2 separate regions of the Anas platyrhynchos genome follow, and region 2 is linked to region 1. Evidence: chromatin contacts called from public Hi-C data. All regions are on one chromosome and are shown on one strand. The core of a region is the stretch at or near the end of the contact, and the rest is flanking DNA. Distances in the headings are between cores, read along the strand shown.

Evidence for each region. Hi-C and Micro-C count contacts between places; a contact is called where the count stands out from the background.
Region 2: a contact with region 1 is called in a Hi-C map of liver, with 3 times the contacts expected there. The contact joins the enhancer-like site here to the promoter of TTL in region 1. A contact is called at or near these places in 2 of 8 Hi-C or Micro-C datasets (liver and subcutaneous adipose tissue).

What each region holds. Positions count from the first base shown.
Region 1 is chr3:15,373,934-15,377,383 of IASCAAS_PekinDuck_T2T, reverse strand. TTL (tubulin tyrosine ligase) reads left to right here and starts at 1,555. Exons shown (of 7, transcript XM_027453543.3): 1 at 1,555-2,048. The coding sequence starts at 1,892.
Region 2 is chr3:15,455,876-15,459,325 of IASCAAS_PekinDuck_T2T, reverse strand. All of the region lies in intron 7 of TTBK1 (tau tubulin kinase 1), which reads left to right. Among named protein-coding and RNA genes, the nearest start is that of TTBK1, 45 kb to the left of the region's middle. Within about 2 kb of position 1,600, at least 1 of the 8 cell types and tissues checked has an H3K27ac peak or open chromatin away from gene starts, as enhancers often do.

The sequences.
Region 1 (3,450 bases), core at 306-2,805:
AAGTTGCAACACCCTGACATCAGTAACAGATCATAATATTCTTTCAGAAGTGCCACATGCAGAACACGTGTTTGGGATCCGTTTCAGAGTATTGCCCTAGCTACAGCAAGTATCTGAGGGAGATACACAACCTGGCAAGTGCCAGTTCAGGAAAACTTTCAATAAAGAAGGTTATTTTTTTTCTCCAGAGTGGGAGAAGGATGGGATTTAATGTCCTAATGTATTTCTCACCACCTTAGCCTTGTCAAAAGGAAGACAAGTGGGATCCCAAATGAGTGGGGTTGATGGTTTCCATTCCCACTCTGTCCATGCAGGAGCATACCCACAGGCCACTCCTCACACATAAGAGGTGTACATAAACTCACACACACAAAATAAAATGGTTTAATTCTAAATGGCACAGTTGAGGTAATATTGCTTTAAAACCCTTTTCGTTTTTTTCTTGGGGAGGTAAATTAAGCTCTGATTGTTCCAATTTTATATTCAGGAAAAACCTTTAAGCTTCAAAAAGACTGGATTCAGTATCCCAAGATTTGTGTCGGTAAGAATTAGCATCCCATTTAAACAACGTCCATGTCAGCATCCAGTCAAAGATGATACAAAATAGACAGTTCTTTTTCATTTGAATCTTGTTATCGCCCATTTGGCCTACAGTTGAGTGTTTTCTATGTTCCTTAGACTTTTAATAAAATTGGTCTTTTATGATAACAACTTGGAAACACTAATTGTTGTCACTGTCCATAAGGTGGAGAACATTTCATTAAGAACATTTTGCTCAATTTAGCAGAAGAAAAAGACGTAGGTGAGGAGCCGTTTTTAAAATGAGATTTCCCTGTCCTTGAGTCACGTATCGTCTCACGTTGTCAAAGACGAAAAAGCATGCTGGTCATCACCGATTTACCACACATTTCAGTTCCCTTCAGGAAAATACTGTTGATTTGTTGGAAGTGCATCATGATTTATAGCAACCAACACAAGCAGGCAGTGCTGATGGCGTTTCTCATATAGGGTCTGCAAGGAAACCGGGGCATTAACCAAATCAAGAACTCATATCTTTTTATTACTGAGAGGTTTGTTACGAGATCTGAACTCTCCAGGTTGTGAATTTGTGACATGAGATGGGTGCGGTTGGCTGCAGCCTTGTTTAAGAGGAAGACGGGAGCAATGGGTATAAGGAAAGACATTTTCAGTAAACAGAAAAAATCTAACTAGATAACAATGCTTGGGAAGGTTAAGTACAGGAAAACTGAAAGATGCCAAGAAGAAACACAGGATTTGAGGAGTGTGATGGACCCAGGACGAGTGTCGGTGTAAGAGCTCCCCATCCTCGCTGCCTCGCAGCTTGGGGCCAGCATCACCCCCAGAGGTGGCCAGGCCCTTTGTCGCTTGCCACCTTGCTCTGCCACCTGTTTTTCGTTCCCTTTCACCACGACCAGCCTCGATCTACCCTCAGCACCCCGATGCGGGCTAAGGAGCGCTGAGCAGCGCCATCTTCTCCCATCTGCAAAACCCGCTCTGCTTCCGGGTCGCCGCGGGGAAGGCGGTGCAGGGGCAGGGCCAGCACCCCCCTGTGTGTCCCCTTGTCCCTCCCTGTCCCCCCCCTACCCCACCCGGGGCCGATTTGGGGTCTCCCCGCCCCGCCGGCCGCGGGGCCCGGCGCGGTCCCTCCCCGCGATGAGCTCAGCCCGGCGGCGCGTAGGGGCGGGCGGCCCCGGCCATGCGGAGCCGGGACGGGAGGAGGAGGAGGAGGAGGTGGCGGTGCCGGTGGCCGAGCAGGGCCCTGCCTAAGCTGCGGCGGGGCCCCATGGGCCTGGGGAAGCCGGCGGGTCCCCGGGGTAGGGTAGGGTAAAGGGTCCGGGGGGGGGTGTTTTCCCCCGCCCGCCCCGCCGCCATGTACACCTTCGTGGTGCGGGACGAGAACAGCAGCGTCTACGCCGAGGTCTCCCGGCTGCTCCTGGCCAGCGGGCAGTGGAGGCGGCTCAGGAAGGACAACCCCCGCTTCAACCTGATGCTGGGCGAGAGGAACCGGCTCCCCTTCGGCAGGCTGGGTAAGGGCTGGCTCGGTGCTGCCGTGCCCGAGCAGGGTGCGGTGTTGTCGGGGGTCCCCCCCCCCCCCTTTACCCCCGGGTAGGGTGAGCCCCATGGGGTCCCCCATAGCCTGTGGGGCATCGCCTGGCTGTGCCCTGCTGTCTTCTGGTGCCTTGGGCAGTGGCTGCAGCCCCTCGGGGACAGCTGGCCCCAGACAGCGGGCTCCTTGCCGCAGGGACCCCGCAGCCGCCCCGACCCCAACCCCAACCCCAACCCCAACCCCAACCCGCATCGCCAGGAACAAAGGGGCAGCAGCGGGGGGCTCCCCACAGCCCCTTGCAGCCCTGGAACAGGCTCTGTCCCGAAACCGGCACAGCCCAAAAATGAACAGCCCCTGCTGCCCCTCACCAGGCCTCGAAGGATGGAAGGATCGCCCTCCAGGACAGCATCTGCAGTGCCCCCCAAAATACCCAGCCCAGCCTGGGGAGTGGGATGCTGGCATTGGGGGCTCGCACCCCGCAGCGGGACGCTCCCTTTGTTTGGCTCCCCGCGTGTTCAGGACGCTGGCCTCAGGGTCCCCGCCGTCCCCAGGGCTGTCTAGTGGGGTCACGACACCCCCACTTCTCAGCCTGCCTGCAGAAAAACACTTGAGGCTTTTTTTTTTTTTGCTGCTGCTCTGCAGGGTCTTGGCGAGGGTGACAGCACGTCTGGTGCCTGCTTGGGGGGCAGGGGGAGAGTTGTCGGGGAGGCTGTGTGCGTGCAATGCCAGGCCACCCCCCTTTTCTTCTCCCCTGCTGCTCATCCCCTTCTGCCAGCATGCGTGGCCGTGGCCGAGCAAGCTCTGGGAGCTTCCTTGTGTGGGTTTGTCCCCTGCCAGCCCTGCTGCTCGTCCCCTACCCCACCAGACAGGGCCGTGTGCTGCCCACGAGCAGGCAGAGCCCCGCCAGGCGCTGGCAGCGTTGTGGGGTGCGGCGGGGAGCAGAGATGCACTGTCATTGCCCGTGGCTGGTGGGTGTCCGTGCAGAGTGACAGCTGCTGGGCTGGCCCCGTGCTGCCTCCTGTCCCCAGCGTGTCGGAGCAGGTTTGGGGTGACCCCAGCACCGCAGCGCTTTTCCCTTCTGCAGTCCCCCCTGTGTGTGCCCGAGGGCTGGCAGGACCCTCCTGGCCTCCCTCCCTCTGCTTGGCCTCAGTTTCCTCCATCCTGGGGTGATTTTGCAGCAGTGCTTCTGGCTGCAGAAACACCAGAGCAAGGAGAAGCCCCCCAGCCCCGGCCCCTTTCATGCAGATCAAGCCTGGCACCACTTGATCACCCCTGCGCTGTCAGATCGGTAAGTCAGCAGCTCCAGCACCACCCCCCCTGTCTCCACACACACACACACACAAACGCTTGTGACTGGAAAGTCCCCGACACATGGCAGTGCC
Region 2 (3,450 bases), core at 351-2,850, 82 kb before region 1:
CTCTGCCACCTGTGACCAAAAGCATTTGCTCTAGAGTGCTTTACTTCTTAGCCCCTTTACTCTGAGGCATTTATAGGGGCTTCACTTGGTGAGTGACTGTGAGAAAGCTAGCTCAGCGAGTAAATATAAAATCTGTTTAGAAACATTTAAAAAATGGAGATACGAGAAAGAACTGATGTTGCCTTCCATCCTGATGGTGTTCCTCCAGAACCTTTGCACCCCATTTTTACCTTTATGGAAGAGAAAATTCGGAAATGTGTAGACTCTGAGGGGAGGTAGCTTGGGAGCAGTGTCATCTAGGGTCAGTCAGAACTTTGTCCAAGCTACTGAGACGTAGGAAGTACTTTTTTCTTCCTTTAATACTTAAAGCAATGCCATTGCTTCATCCAAGGCCGCTATCCTTTCTTTTTCAAACTTATGCAGCCCCCTCCAGTACCCTTTTCCCCACAGGATCTTCCCAGGATTTGTGCAATTACATAACTTTGGTGGCAGGGGAGTGTAGTTTTTGATAAGATTATGCTGATATGAGATCTGCTTCCTTACCAGCATGAGGGTTCCCATCCAGCTGGGGTGGTGCAGTTTGAAGCTGGCATTTGTTTAACCTGTTCATTTCTCAGTTTTTCAGTCATGGAAGGCTTGGAGATCTGTTTAAGAAGACATGGGTTATAGAGGGTAACTATTACTTCAGCTCCAGTTAATAACTGCTTCCAGATGCAGAGGATTCTCTTCTGAGAAACAAATCTAGTTTTTCCTTTGTGATTTTTTTTTTTGCCCCCCTTCCATGAAAAGGTTCATTTTGGGGTGAATCCCAAGACCGTCCATAACAAATATGACATTATGGGATACATGGACCTTTTCTATGAATCTAACCATTTCTTCTTCTAAATACAGCCTTCTGCCATGACTGAGGCAGGGATGAGAAGAGTCTTCTTATTCCCTGTATTGTCCCAGTTGCACAACCGACCTTTGCAATGCAGCAATGAACTGTAAGCACTCATTGCTGAGACATATTTTAGACAACAGAGCTAAAAAGCTAGAGAATGGGTTGAAAGGTTGTCTTTTAAAATTTTTGGAAGTATCTTCTGCAGCAAGCGTACAAGAAAAATCATCATCTCACCTTCATTTTTACAGCAGAGGGTGTTCAATACAGAGAACCAGGGCTGAGTAGAAAATCTGAACTTGGAGGGGAACAGAGACATGACAGATAATATGATGAGCAGCCTGTGCTCGTATGCTGGAGGTGTGTGGAGTCATGAAGGTCTTCAGTGCTAATGTAGGTCATTTTTTTGACAATAACTCCTTCATCATTACTGGTCTTTGTTCAAGTCTGCTAGGCTTGTCGCTAAGGTGCCGTACAGACAGCGTTATGCTTTTCCCCTCTCTGTGACACCCTGCCTTCAGCAACACATTCTCCGTGGTTCCACAGATATTAATTGAAAGTGATGGAGGTTTTAGCAACTTGGTCTTATTTATTAGAGAACAGAGGAGAGGAGAGGCTTTGCTATGTTTTTCCAGGAGCCTCTCTCTGCTTGCAGGATCTGGCACTGAGCTGTTATGCTCAGCAAGCATTTTTTTTTTTTAGCTTAGTCAGCTGCAGCCCATTGATTAGATCTCGGTCTCCTCGTGGCTCAGACTGCACTGCAGTAGTTTGCAGTGCCTTGCTGAAAATACCATGCATGTGCGAGGGCGGCTCTGTGATTCGGTGGGTAGAGAGGAGAGGTTGTAGGCAGGGCGATGCGTAGCCTGTGTAGACGAGCATGATGAAGGCTGCAGAAATGTGTCAGCTAATTGATATATTTATTTTCCAAGTGTCTGTGCACAGTGTTAAAAATAGCCTTCACTGCAGTGAGCAAGGTATTAGAAGAGGAGAGTATGGTACATTTTGCTATAGTTTTCCTCCCTGCTGGAAAGTGAGCTATAAAATAACACAAAGGATGTTAACTCCTAGATCCTAAGACCCCAAATATTCAAACATAGAAGTCCAGTAGCTTTTTCACGTACTTTTAACTTGAAATGTATCTAAGAGTATAATGTTACTGATAAGATTAACAGCTTTGCAGTAGAATAAACAGATCTGTGAAGCTGTAGTACTCAAAGTGCTATATTAGCTTAGGAAAGGATGTAATTTTTGTCTTTATATTGTGAAAAAGGTAATTGCAGAAAAGGCTGATGGCACAGCATAGTCACATTAATTCACATAGAGATGGGAAGAAGGAAAAAAGCGGACCTATGTCTTAAAAACATTGCACAATTAATGTATTATGAAAGTGCCATTTCTGTGGGAGTGAGTTAGTTACAGAATGTTATAGAACACTAAAACTATAGGACAATATAGAAAATTGTGTACAGATTCTCATTGTTACTCTTCTTGTTGGAGTACCAAATTTGGACTTAAGAAGGGAGTGTGTGTTGTTTTAAAACATTACAACTATGCAGTTTAAATGTACCAATTCAAAATCTGTTGGTGAGCAGGGACTTTTGTATCTTGTCCATTAGAACTTGCTGGTTTTTTGCTTTCTGTACCTGGAAGCCCTGGTGCAGTGACGGTGACCTCAGATCACCTCTGTCAGGTTGTTGATGGTTTTGTTTTTTGTAGCAGCTTTCTAGTCAGAGCTCTTGTACTACAGGGGTGAGGGGAAAGGGAGCAGTCAAGGCTCAAATCCTATACACGCCTGGAGGGCACTGAGATCCTATTTTCCATTTCTGAGTACTGCCATGCTGTAGGGGGCTTCAAAACACCTGAATGTGTCATTCCTTCCTTTCTGACTGGTGCTGTTCCACTTGAAGCTCTGATTATTCTTCCCATTGGACTACAGAAAGAGGAAAAGAAAGCTATTGCTCTGCCCAGTGGTGAGGGAACAGGGGCTTCGCACCCTAGGCAAGTGAATGTTGAGTTGGATTGCAGGTCAAGTCTCCCCTACGTCAGGTAAGTGCGTTTGCTGCCAGGTTACAGAGTGCCTGTCACACACTTTCTCTCTTGGTAATAAATATTAAATTATTTCATGCACAATGCATCCTTTCCGACATGGATGTTCTCAGTCTTGCATCTCAAAGTGTCCTGTAGCTTACAGGTGTGGGTGCACTCTGGAAGGAGGGAGGTGTGATTTTCATGTCTGTCTGGGGATGGGGGAGGTTGGACTTAGCTCTCCTGCATCCGAGTGATTGCCACGGCAGTCTTTTGTCTTCTGCCTCATTTGAAAAGGACCGTCTTTTCCACCTGACTCCAGGAAAGCATTAAGAGCTGTAAATCCTAAGTGAGATGTGTCTAATTCTTGACAGCTCTCCAGAACATTTCCATTTCGCTCTGTTCGCTGCTCTGTGTAATAAATAGTGTGTGGAAACCTTATCTTTCTTACTTAGCACTTCCCATGCTTTCCATGGGGATATTCTGTGCTACTTAATCCAAGCTCTAGTGCAGAAATCATGTGTTTAGCCTGTTATTCAGAAAGA